Regions from separate parts of the Mus musculus genome. Here region 1 is linked to region 2. The links are chromatin contacts, called in public Hi-C maps. All regions are on one chromosome and are shown on one strand. The core of a region is the stretch at or near the end of the contact, and the rest is flanking DNA. Distances in the headings are between cores, read along the strand shown.

Region 1 (4,797 bases), core at 269-2,768, 4.6 Mb before region 2:
CCCAGCAGGCCACTTGTAATGTCAATAAAGACTCATAATTGCTTGCTCCTTGATGCATTTTAGACTTGGCTCTTTGGTTGCCTGTCCTGCAGAGATTAGGTTCTCAAAACTTAGGAGACTTAACTTCCTAAACCTTGAATAGAAACTGACACACATAAACAGGGTCTTATACTAAGCTCTGTTGGTTTACTTTTAAAGACCTCAGCAGCTAGGCAAAGGTTCTAGAACCTCGGGTTTTAAGCAAGGGTCATGTCTTTCTACTTAATGCTGCTCCTTGAGTCACTCTGAATTCTTCCTAAGTCCAAGGATACCCAAATCCTGGTGGTGAGCCTTCTCATTTGCTGATGTGGAAAGTGCAAACTTAATGGGCTAATGGACTAGCAAAGGTACTGCTCAGTGAAGGAGCAGGAAGTCAGACTTCAGAGCCTCTGGAATCCTGGGGCCAAGGCACACAGATAGGAAGGAGTCTGGTTTCCAGGCTCTGTCTCCTGCTGAGGAAGCATGTAGATGTTAGGTGTGATAAGCCTGAGCAGTCAGCTCTCTTGAATGTGCCAGAAACTAGGAATGGAGAGGTGCTCAGCTAGAATACTCAGAAAGCGCGCCAGCTGCACAATACAATAGAAGTAAAAAAAAAAAAAAAAAAAAAAAAAAAAAAAAAAAAAAAAAGGTAGGCGGGAAGAGGGGTGAAAATCAGAGCCCAATACACTTCAGTTGGATTTTCAAGAGGAGCCTGCCTTTCCTGCTTTTTACCCTTCCTTTCTTCTTCCCTAGGATTACGAATGTGTTGGTGGGTGTGCCGGAGGACGCTGCCTTTTCTCAGAATTCTGGTCTCAGCAGTGAAGTTTAAATGGCATTGGATTTGCCTTCACTTCGTGAGGAGTTTCCAAACGACAACGCGTGGGTCACAGAAGTGTCCATAATGTTCGTAAGGATGCCTCCGACTTCACTTGCTTACCTCAAGCTTCAAGCTGGGATCCTCATTACCCATCCACTCTGCGGGCGAGATCAGCTCATCAGCTCCTGTGAATAATCGTATTTTCCAGACAGAGTTGTGCACTGAATAATGAACGTTCCCCTTCCACTTCCCTGTTGGATTTCACTGTGCTTCGGTCGGGTTTATTCGCCCGTGCGTTTACGTATGTTTAGCAAACACGCTTTGAATGATAGGCTGCTTTCTCGAGCTATCCTTATCCCTAGCCATTGCGTTCCTCTGGTGGGATGAGTCTCATCTTTCTCAGATGAGATGAATGCTGGTGTCGAAGCTGGCGGATCTGGAGCCTTGACGTTTGGGCGTCCTAGGAGATAGTGTGGTTCTGTGTGTGTCTGTGGTTTGGGGGCATGTGCGCAAGAACGCGTCCGCGTGCGACTGTGAGCTTCCTCCACCCGGCATAGTGCAGACCGAGCTCACAACGACTCTCCGAGCAGCCGCCAGTAACGCAAGGCAACAGCAGCCTCCGCCCCCTCAGCACGGTGATTGGCTGGCCTTGCTTATCGTTTCCCTGCTACGGCGAGGAAAGGGCCAGTGACGCCCCCGAGCCCAGCTGCAGAAGAAACCGCCACCTCCAATGCACAAGGTGTCACATTTGAAAAGAAACCTGAGCCCCAGGGAGGCGGCGCAGAGCGACCCGGGCCCGGTAAGCGCTAACTGCGCGGCAGGGAGCTGGGCAGCGCTGGAGAACCGGGAGAGCTCCACCGCTGAACATCCTAGCGACCTGATTCTGGGATCTCGGCTCCACGCTCCCTTCGCAATTTTCAGATTTCTCCCCCTTGATTATCATCCCAAAACGGAGCCTTTATACCAGGAGAAGGTGCCTGAGCTGGGACAACCAGGACTTTCCCGGGCACCCAAGATGCGCTCAATTAGAAAACGGTGGACCATCTGCACTATAAGTCTACTCCTGATCTTTTATAAGACAAAAGAAATAGCCAGAACTGAGGAGCACCAAGAGACGCAACTCATCGGGTAAATGCATGTTCAAGGATATGACACCAAATCAAGCCATAGTGAAGTGTGCTTAGAGCCGGGAGAGTGACGTTTTTGGAGTGCTGTGTGTATTGGTTTGGGCGTGCTTGTGCAGAGTGTCATGAATTAAATAACAAAGGCTCTTTGGAGGTGTGTGTGCATGTTTCCCATGCTGGTTCTAGGATGAGTTTAACTTGCCCTGTGCAATGGTGGTGGTGGTGGTGGTGGTGGTGGTGGTGGTGGTGGTGGTGGTGGTGAAAGATGTATTGGCACAGGGTGCAGCTCACCAAAGAAGTCACTGCAGAAGTGTCAACAAAGAACGAGTGCCCTTGTCAGTTTAACGCTTGAGCAGAATTCAGAGATGTCTTTACTCCTCAAGCCTTCTCTTTCTTTCTTTCCTTCTGTGTCCCGCCAGTCTATGAGGACACCATAAAAAGCGGCGTTCTCCAAAGTTTATGGTCACAGAAGTGAAGTGGGTCTTTACTCTTTTTTGTTTGTTTTTGTTGGGGGAGGGGACGCCTGTAAGATCTATTTTCTTTCTTTCTTTCTTTCTTTCTTTCTTTCTTTCTTTCTTTCTTTAAGTTAGACATTTCAGTATCAATAAGGAAAATTCCTTATTCACTCCTCTACGTATAAAACTCCCGGGTTTCATGGTTACAGTTTTAGAAGGGAACTGGGAACTGCGCCTTTACAGACCATATCTGCTCTTTTTTTTTGAGTTTGTCAAGATGTGATCAAAATCTCCGCCCCATTAAGTTCTGTAAATATCTCACTTCCTTCCTCTCTCCCCTGGCTTCTCTGCCTTTGAAGTCTATCCGGGAGCAGAGCGAGCGATTTGTAACTTCTTGTCTCTGACAAGGCTTGGAAGCGCACATCTGAGGATATGGCCCTGTTGTCAACTCTGTTAAAAGTCCTGTTTCGGAAATCCTCCCAAGTCCGGAGCTTTCCACAGTCGGAAACTGCACTGGCTGAGATTTCCTTCTGTTTTTACATTGTCTCTGGCATCTTTGAAACGAAGAAGGATGCTTTGGCATTTTTGTGTGTGCGCGGTTTTGTGTGGGGGGCGGGGCAGAGAGCTTCTCAAACACACACTAGGAAACTTTACGCAGCTCTTTTCTTAATATCCCCGCTCCTCTCTGAGTAATCAGTCACAATGAAGTGAGTAAGACGCAGGTGTATCCTCCCGGAAGGACTTGCTATTCTGCATAAAGCTAATAGTACTAGGCTCAAAGGGGACTCTAGGAGAAAGGAACACTAATAAGGAGTGGGCCGAATGGTCCTTATGCTTCAACAAACCTATTCAAGGTTTGTATGAGAGGAAAAATAAATACATACATACATAAATAAAAAGAATTAGGTGAAGTCGTTTACCTAGAAGTGGATGGTTGGAAAATCCATGTCAATGGTGGAAAAGAAAAATTGGGAGGGGTGTGAATAAACCCAGCAGACCTGTTTTTGCCAGGCAGACAAAGGGGTCTTGAAGGTGGTGAACCCGCGCGTGGGAACTCCTGGGAGAGGCGGAGGCTGGGGCTTGCGAATCGAGGCTCTTTGTTCCCTTCAGAACTGATTGGGTTCCAAGGAGCCGGCGCTTAGACAAAGCGGCCAAGCTTCTACAGGACTCCAGTGGTTTGGGACCCTAGCGAGCAGGAGTGGGCGTGGTGATGAACACTATGTCCAAACCCTGCAAAGGAGTCATTCCCTTGCTCGGATAAATTGCCTCCAGGAAGGAGGCCTGTATCCCGGGTGCCCCAAAGGAAAATATCAGATCCAGGACACTCCACGTTTCACAGTGACATTTATTCTCTGGCCTTTTTGGAAATCAAGGGAGGGTCTGCACAGCCCTGGCATCAGAGGAGCTGCAGCCCCACAGTCACACAGCGACTGGGTTAGCTCTACTGAGCTGTGCCTCCGCACCCTTTGCAAGCTGAGCTGCCAGTTCTTTCTTCCCAGTTCCTATGAGAAGGCTTGAGGCCAGCGCTTGAGTTATCAAAACAGGAAGAGAGGTGTACCGGGTGCCGTGCTGGTGTCTACCCTTTCTTCTACAAGAACTAGTAGTCAGAGCAGGATAATGAGAAGACTGGTGTGTGTGTGTGTGTGTGTGTGTGTGTGTGTGTGTGTGTGTGTGTGTGTGTGTGTGTGTTTCGTGTGTGTTTCGTGTGTGTTTCGTGTGTGAGCATCATTTCAGAAAGAAGTAAGCCTGCCTTCATTTGTGACAGTCAAGCAAACAAACAAACAAAAAAATTCACATTCAAAGCTCCTCCTCTTTAATTAAAGCCCGCAACTGCAGCTTTTTTGAACAAGGCAGAGACAGGGTTGTGGAGACAGTCCTCACCCACGTGCTGGAGAAATCCTGACTGCTCTGGGCTTCCAGACTCAGGCACAGGGTGGGGCCAGTGTTACCAAGAGCAGTGCAGGGTAGCTGGGGTCTCTGGATGTTCATCCCCTTTTGGCCTGAATGAAACGTTCAGGGGGGTGACCTGAGCACATGATTTCTTTCAACTCCCTAACAGTGCCTCTGGTGGAGCACTTGATTCATCAGCTAACCCACCATCTCGTCTCTGTGCAAGCTTATGGGGAGGCCAGTTTTGAAATGACTTAAAGAGTAAAGGGGCCCTGAAGGCCAGATCAAAACTTCATTTAAAAGTGAGACCATAGAGGCAGGCTACAGCCTTTGGGGGGCACTGCAAGCCTTACAGGCTGGCAGTAGCTCCAACCAAGTTCTTTAATCTTACATTTCTCTGAGTTCAGAGTCCCCAACACCATGAATATTTCCCACTAGATAGGAGGTTTCTCTATCCAACCACTTCTTCTTTAGCAGAGTCCCCACGCACAGC
Region 2 (5,170 bases), core at 2,583-5,082:
CTTAGGCCAACGAGGCAGCCGAAACCAACAGCTGAGGATCTGGGGCTGGGGCCGTTTAAGTGAAGCGCTTGTTTGACATATGAGCAAGAGACAGAGTCAGAGAGACACAGAGAGTCAAAGAGAAACAGAGACAGACACAGACACACAGAGAAACAGAGACACACAAAGAGAGACAAAGACAGACAAAGCGAAGAGAGTGTGTGAGAGAAACAGAGATAAAGAGACAGAGAGACCGAGACACAGCGTGAGAGGGAGGGGGAGGGGAGGGGTTGGGAGGAAGAGTGCAAACATGTTTGGGTCAAGGACACAGTAATAAGTCAGGCTAGAAAAATGAGGCAAATGGCCTCAGACCTACAACTCAAAAGGAAAGAGCTCACTACTTTTATCTTTACATGGAGAAACAACACATTTAAAATGTCAGTCCATACTCCAGGTTTCAGGACCTTCGGATTGTGTGGGGTACAGGATCCTGTGAGAGGGGCTCCACTGTGACACAAGGTCACTTACAAAGCCCTGTGACTGAGTTATAGTAAGTTCATACTCTATGCAGGGCTACGGTCACAGCCTGCCCGCATTCAGCCATGTGTGCACATGACCGACAGGGCTAACTTCTACCCCTCTATCTGCATCCTGGCCCTGGTATGGATTGGCCAGCCTCTTTCAGGGTAGGTGCTCATCAGTGTGTGGAAAGAGACCAGAGGTGACACAACCCGAGTGACTCAGAGAAGTTCCGGAAGTTGAAGAAATGCCACTTTGGGGCTGGAGACATGGCTTAGTTACCACTGGCCGCCTTTCTCAAGGACAGGGATTCAATTCCCAGCATCTACACAGCGTGCAGTGTATAACGTCAAGGGATCTGAAGCCCTCTTCTGGTCTTCACTTGGATCAGGAAGGCAAGTCAGGCACAGACAACCATGCAGCCGTAACACCCATACATGTAAGATTAAACAAACACAAACAAACTGAACGCCAGTTTCCTCTGTGGATGCAGAGCCTCTGAGACTTCTCACCTGCTTAGCATCCCCTCAACTCTGCTCTCTCCCCTCCTTTTTCCTTTGTGATGCTGAGGCCTTGAACACAGTGTTAGGTAAGCACTCCAGCTCTGAATTATATTCTCAACCCCTGTATGTTTGTTTTGAAGCAGGCTCTTGCTAGATAGTCCAGGCTAGCCTAGAACTGGAGTTCCTTCGGAGCGGCCTCTGAGGGCCAGGGTTGCAGGTGTCCAGCCCTGCACCATCTCACTCTGCTCCAGTCTTGCCCATTGTCTTAGACTGAGGAGATCACGCTGTCTGTCTGTTTCCTCTTACCCACGTGGTCCTCTCACAACTATTCAACCCGGCCCTCGTCCACTAGAGACGCCCCTGCTCCTACAAGCCAGGGACACTTACTGCAGAACACAAAAGCTATTCTGTAACCATCTCTGCTGGCCTCCAGCAACATGCTCAACCCAGGGTCCACGGCAGCTGGGTGGCCCCCCTTCTAACACACCGGCCATTGTCATGCCCTGGACACTTCCTGCCCAGCAGGCCATTAGCCTCATAAACAGGGGCCACACTGTGTTTCTTTTTCTGTGTTCTTTTAACAAACTTTTGCTACTGTTTTGTAAACCTCTTAAAGATTCATAATTTCCTTCTAGAATCTTCTGGAACTAAATGCGTTCAAGAATCCAGCGTTGTTAGATTTTTGACCATCTTTTTGTTAGGTATCGGGCCTCCATCAGATGCACAGAGAGGGCTACAGAGCAGTGTATGAAGGTTATATTACATTAAGAGAGAGAGAAGGAAAGACTAAAAATAACCTCATCTGGGGCAGGGCAGGGCTCATTGCTAGATGGATTCGGCCATAGCCTTACATGTAAACACTCACAAACTATCCAGCACTCTGTGCTTCCTGGATTCTGGACATGGACTGATTAGCCCAATGAGTGCTAGGCTGAATGACCACTGCTTCCATCCTCTTACTGCTGGGCTACAACAGTATCCCGCCTGGATCCCAGGCAGGCTCCAAATTGAGTAGGGGGACCTGTGGCTGGTATCTTGGAGTTGGAAGTGGATTCCCACCTCTTGGGCCCCTCCTCGACTTCTTTACATCCCTGTTCTCGGGGTTTGGTGTTTCTCCTTCCTTTGCCCAGGATGCAGGCACTTGGTTCCTGTCCGCTAGAACCAGCCCAGGGCTGACTTCCTCCTCCTGCTTGCCTTCTATGGTCTGCCTGGGCCTCTGTTCTGAACACTCATGTCTCAGAAGCTTTCTCTCCTCCCTGAGCCTCCCTTAAGAGGGCTCCAAAGTGGCCCTGCAGGTTCCCTCCCTAGGCCTACAGGTTACAGCTCCAAAAGCCTCCTTGACTGCCCAAGTTTAAGTAGGGACATAGAATAAACATTATAAAACAGACAGGGGAAAAAAGCCCAGCAATTCTCAGCAAGGAACTGACATTTTACAAGTCTGTCATTGGAATAAAAGTTTACTTAGCCTTCCTAGCACTTGGAGGAAGCTCCCCCAGTCAGAGCAGCCTTGCCTCGACTACTCTTCCTTAAAGACCAACTAACTACAGGATTAACTCCTACCTGGAGAATGAGTGGCTGAGGCTCAGTTTTTATCAAGGTCTCACAAAAGCCTGCTAAAATGGGAACCTTGGGTCTCCCCCTCTCTCTGGTATCAACTCCATAAAATACATGGTTTCACAGAGTACAATTTACTTTGAAATATTCCCACTAATAAGCAACCACAGCCATGGATAAGGCGCGCGGGGGTGGGGGGGGTGGGTGGGTGATGCAGGCTTGTAAGCCCGATAGTGGAAGGGTTGAGACATGAGAATCCTGAGAGCAAGGCTAGTTTGGGTTATGGATCCTGCCTGAACTCCCAGACCCCAAAACTATAAACTACACAGGCTGTAACAACCAAAAATCCCCCAACTCCCCGGTGCCCAATTTTCAATCACCGTCGTCCTCATCCACTGTCCCTACGTAAGTTCGGGAAGTAAAATATGCGTAAGCACCTTGCCCAGACACAAGTGGCTTCTGGCACCCGCCGAAGTGGATCTGGGGCCCTGGATCCTAGAGGAAGGTGTTCCTGAGGTCAAGAACCTGTAAACCCTCCAAGCCACTCATGGCAAGGTGGTGCGGCTGGATGAGGACCCAGGTGCTGTACTCGGTAAAACACCAAACCAGCAGTTCCCTGTGAAACTCTACACCACCCTCAGATCTCAGACCTCGGTTGGGTCCTGGCCAGAGCCAGCCAGCTGGGCAAAGCCTGCCTAAAGACCATCACTAGGGGTGGAGGGAGAGCCCACTCTCCTTTTCGTCCTTGAGAGGAACATTGGAGCATAAAATGTACTTTTCAGAGCTCCGCCTACGGACACCTTACACTCAGCCAACCACCTGATGGTAGGCAGGAGCTGCCCTATATCAGGATTTTCGAGTGGCCCAAGCCCACTCGCCTCTACTCCAGCAGCACCACGGTAGCTGAAGGGGCCACTGTCCTTGACCTTAGAACCAACTGAGGGACCCAGGCGGCGGTTGCTGGCAGGCACAGGTCTGAATCATGTCTCCCTCTTACCAGTCTTTGCGCCTCTGGACTCAGACAGTCGATTTCCTTGTTTTGCGCGCCCTCTGGGCTGGTCATGTTGCCGAAGTGAAGTGCAGACCAACTTCCCACCCAAGAGTTCGCGCGGAAGACCCGCTCCCTAGTCCACAGGCAGAGGGTTCTCAGTGAGGCCACATTCTGGGATCCAGGAAAGCCGTCCAGGCAGAAGTAGAACTTTCAACGATCCCCTGGGCGCACACGCTCGGACGCCCAACTCCGAGGTTCCCTAGCTGGGGTGCGGCCGGCGGGGCGGGGCGCAGGTGGCTCCCGGCCGGGGGCGGGGGTGGCAAGAGAGGAGCCGGGGGCATACTCCGCCCCAGCCCCGCCCAGCCTCTCCCCACGCCCCACCCACCCTATGCCCGCCTCTCCTTCCTTCCCAGCCCCTTTCCCGCGCTCTTTCCAGGGGGTTGTACCCCTTCCTCTATGGTTCCACCCAGCCTGTGTCCATCTGCTTCCAACTTTCCTTCCTCGCAGCCACATTCTGCCACTTTAGTCGTCGGCTTCGCCCACGATGGCACTCTCAGCCAAAGCACTCCTACCATGAGGTCCACTCGGGCCCGCCTACCCGGGACCCCAGCTCCTCCTCCGTAGCCCCACCCACGCTCCTCCTCTTGCACCGCCTCAGAGCCTCCGGAACCGCCTCCCTCCCCTCCAGACCGCTCCTGGCCAGCAAGCTGCTGTGCCATCAATCACCACCCAGTCCCTGCGGCAGACACCGGAAAGACTGAGGGAAAGACCCTGGGGACCCCACCCTTGGCCACGCCCTGGCCGTCCCCAGCTGAGTCAGCGCGGGAGACCAGCCCAGGCCTAGGGAGGCGCGCCTTCGGTTAGGACACGCGTGGCTTTAGCTGGAACCACACCGCATGAGCCTCTGCCAGAGCGCAGCTGCGCCCGTCACTACTGTCTTCCGAGCCGGCACGGCTTTGGGGACCACAAAGCTACCGCCCATGACCACGCTGGACAGGAGCGAGAATCAAGCGGAGGTGACAGCCGCGATCCGATAGGGAGCGTCGAGGAACTAGTATCCACGCTGGACAGTGACCCGACTCGCAGCACGCGCCTTCCACGTCCACTGGGCAGGAGCACCCCTGATTTAAACTTAAAGCCAAGCGGGCAAGCAACCAGAAGGTTCCAGTGTTGTGCGCTATGGACAGGAGCACATGGCCTGGGTGACCTGTTTTCTCCACCCTAGAAGAGCCTTCTTCGGGCTCAAAAGGAAAATCAGAGGGCCCCCTGCCTTGTTTCTCTGTACTGGAGACTCCAGAAAGATCTAGAGAAGCCAGTCACATCTGAGCCCGGCTGACACGCTTTTTTGGTAACAAGGAACCAGTGTGCGCTGGCTTATGCACATGTGGGGCAGCAGCATTCTGGTACTAAGTCTCTGGGTAGTGCTTCGAAGGACTGGGTAGACCAGAGAGTAGACACAGAAAGACGAGTTCTAGGGGGCAGGATGGCCTGGACCAAAGGGATGAAGGGGACCTAGTTTGAGGAGTACTATGCAGGCCGAAAGAAAATGGGTACCAAGCTTTGGTGAAGTGTTTCAGATGAGGAAAACTTCCTGGGAAGGAGAAGACCTGCTCCCAGCAGTTGG

Evidence for each region. Hi-C and Micro-C count contacts between places; a contact is called where the count stands out from the background.
Region 1: a Hi-C map of CD4 T cells shows a contact between it and region 2, with 9 times the contacts expected there. The contact joins the promoter of St8sia4 here to the promoter of Lrrfip1 in region 2. A contact is called at or near these places in 2 of 484 Hi-C or Micro-C datasets (CD4 T cells and CD8 T cells).

The regions. Positions count from the first base shown.
Region 1 is chr1:95,664,315-95,669,111 of GRCm38.p6, reverse strand. St8sia4 (ST8 alpha-N-acetyl-neuraminide alpha-2,8-sialyltransferase 4) reads left to right here and starts at 1,518. Exons shown (of 5, transcript NM_009183.2): 1 at 1,518-1,963. The coding sequence starts at 1,851. It overlaps Gm30431 (predicted gene, 30431), which reads right to left and starts at 1,411. Exons shown (of 4, transcript NR_166710.1): 1 at 956-1,411.
Region 2 is chr1:91,052,106-91,057,275 of GRCm38.p6, reverse strand. Lrrfip1 (leucine rich repeat (in FLII) interacting protein 1) reads right to left here and starts at 3,832. Exons shown (of 25, transcript NM_001310732.1): 1 at 3,553-3,832. The coding sequence starts at 3,618.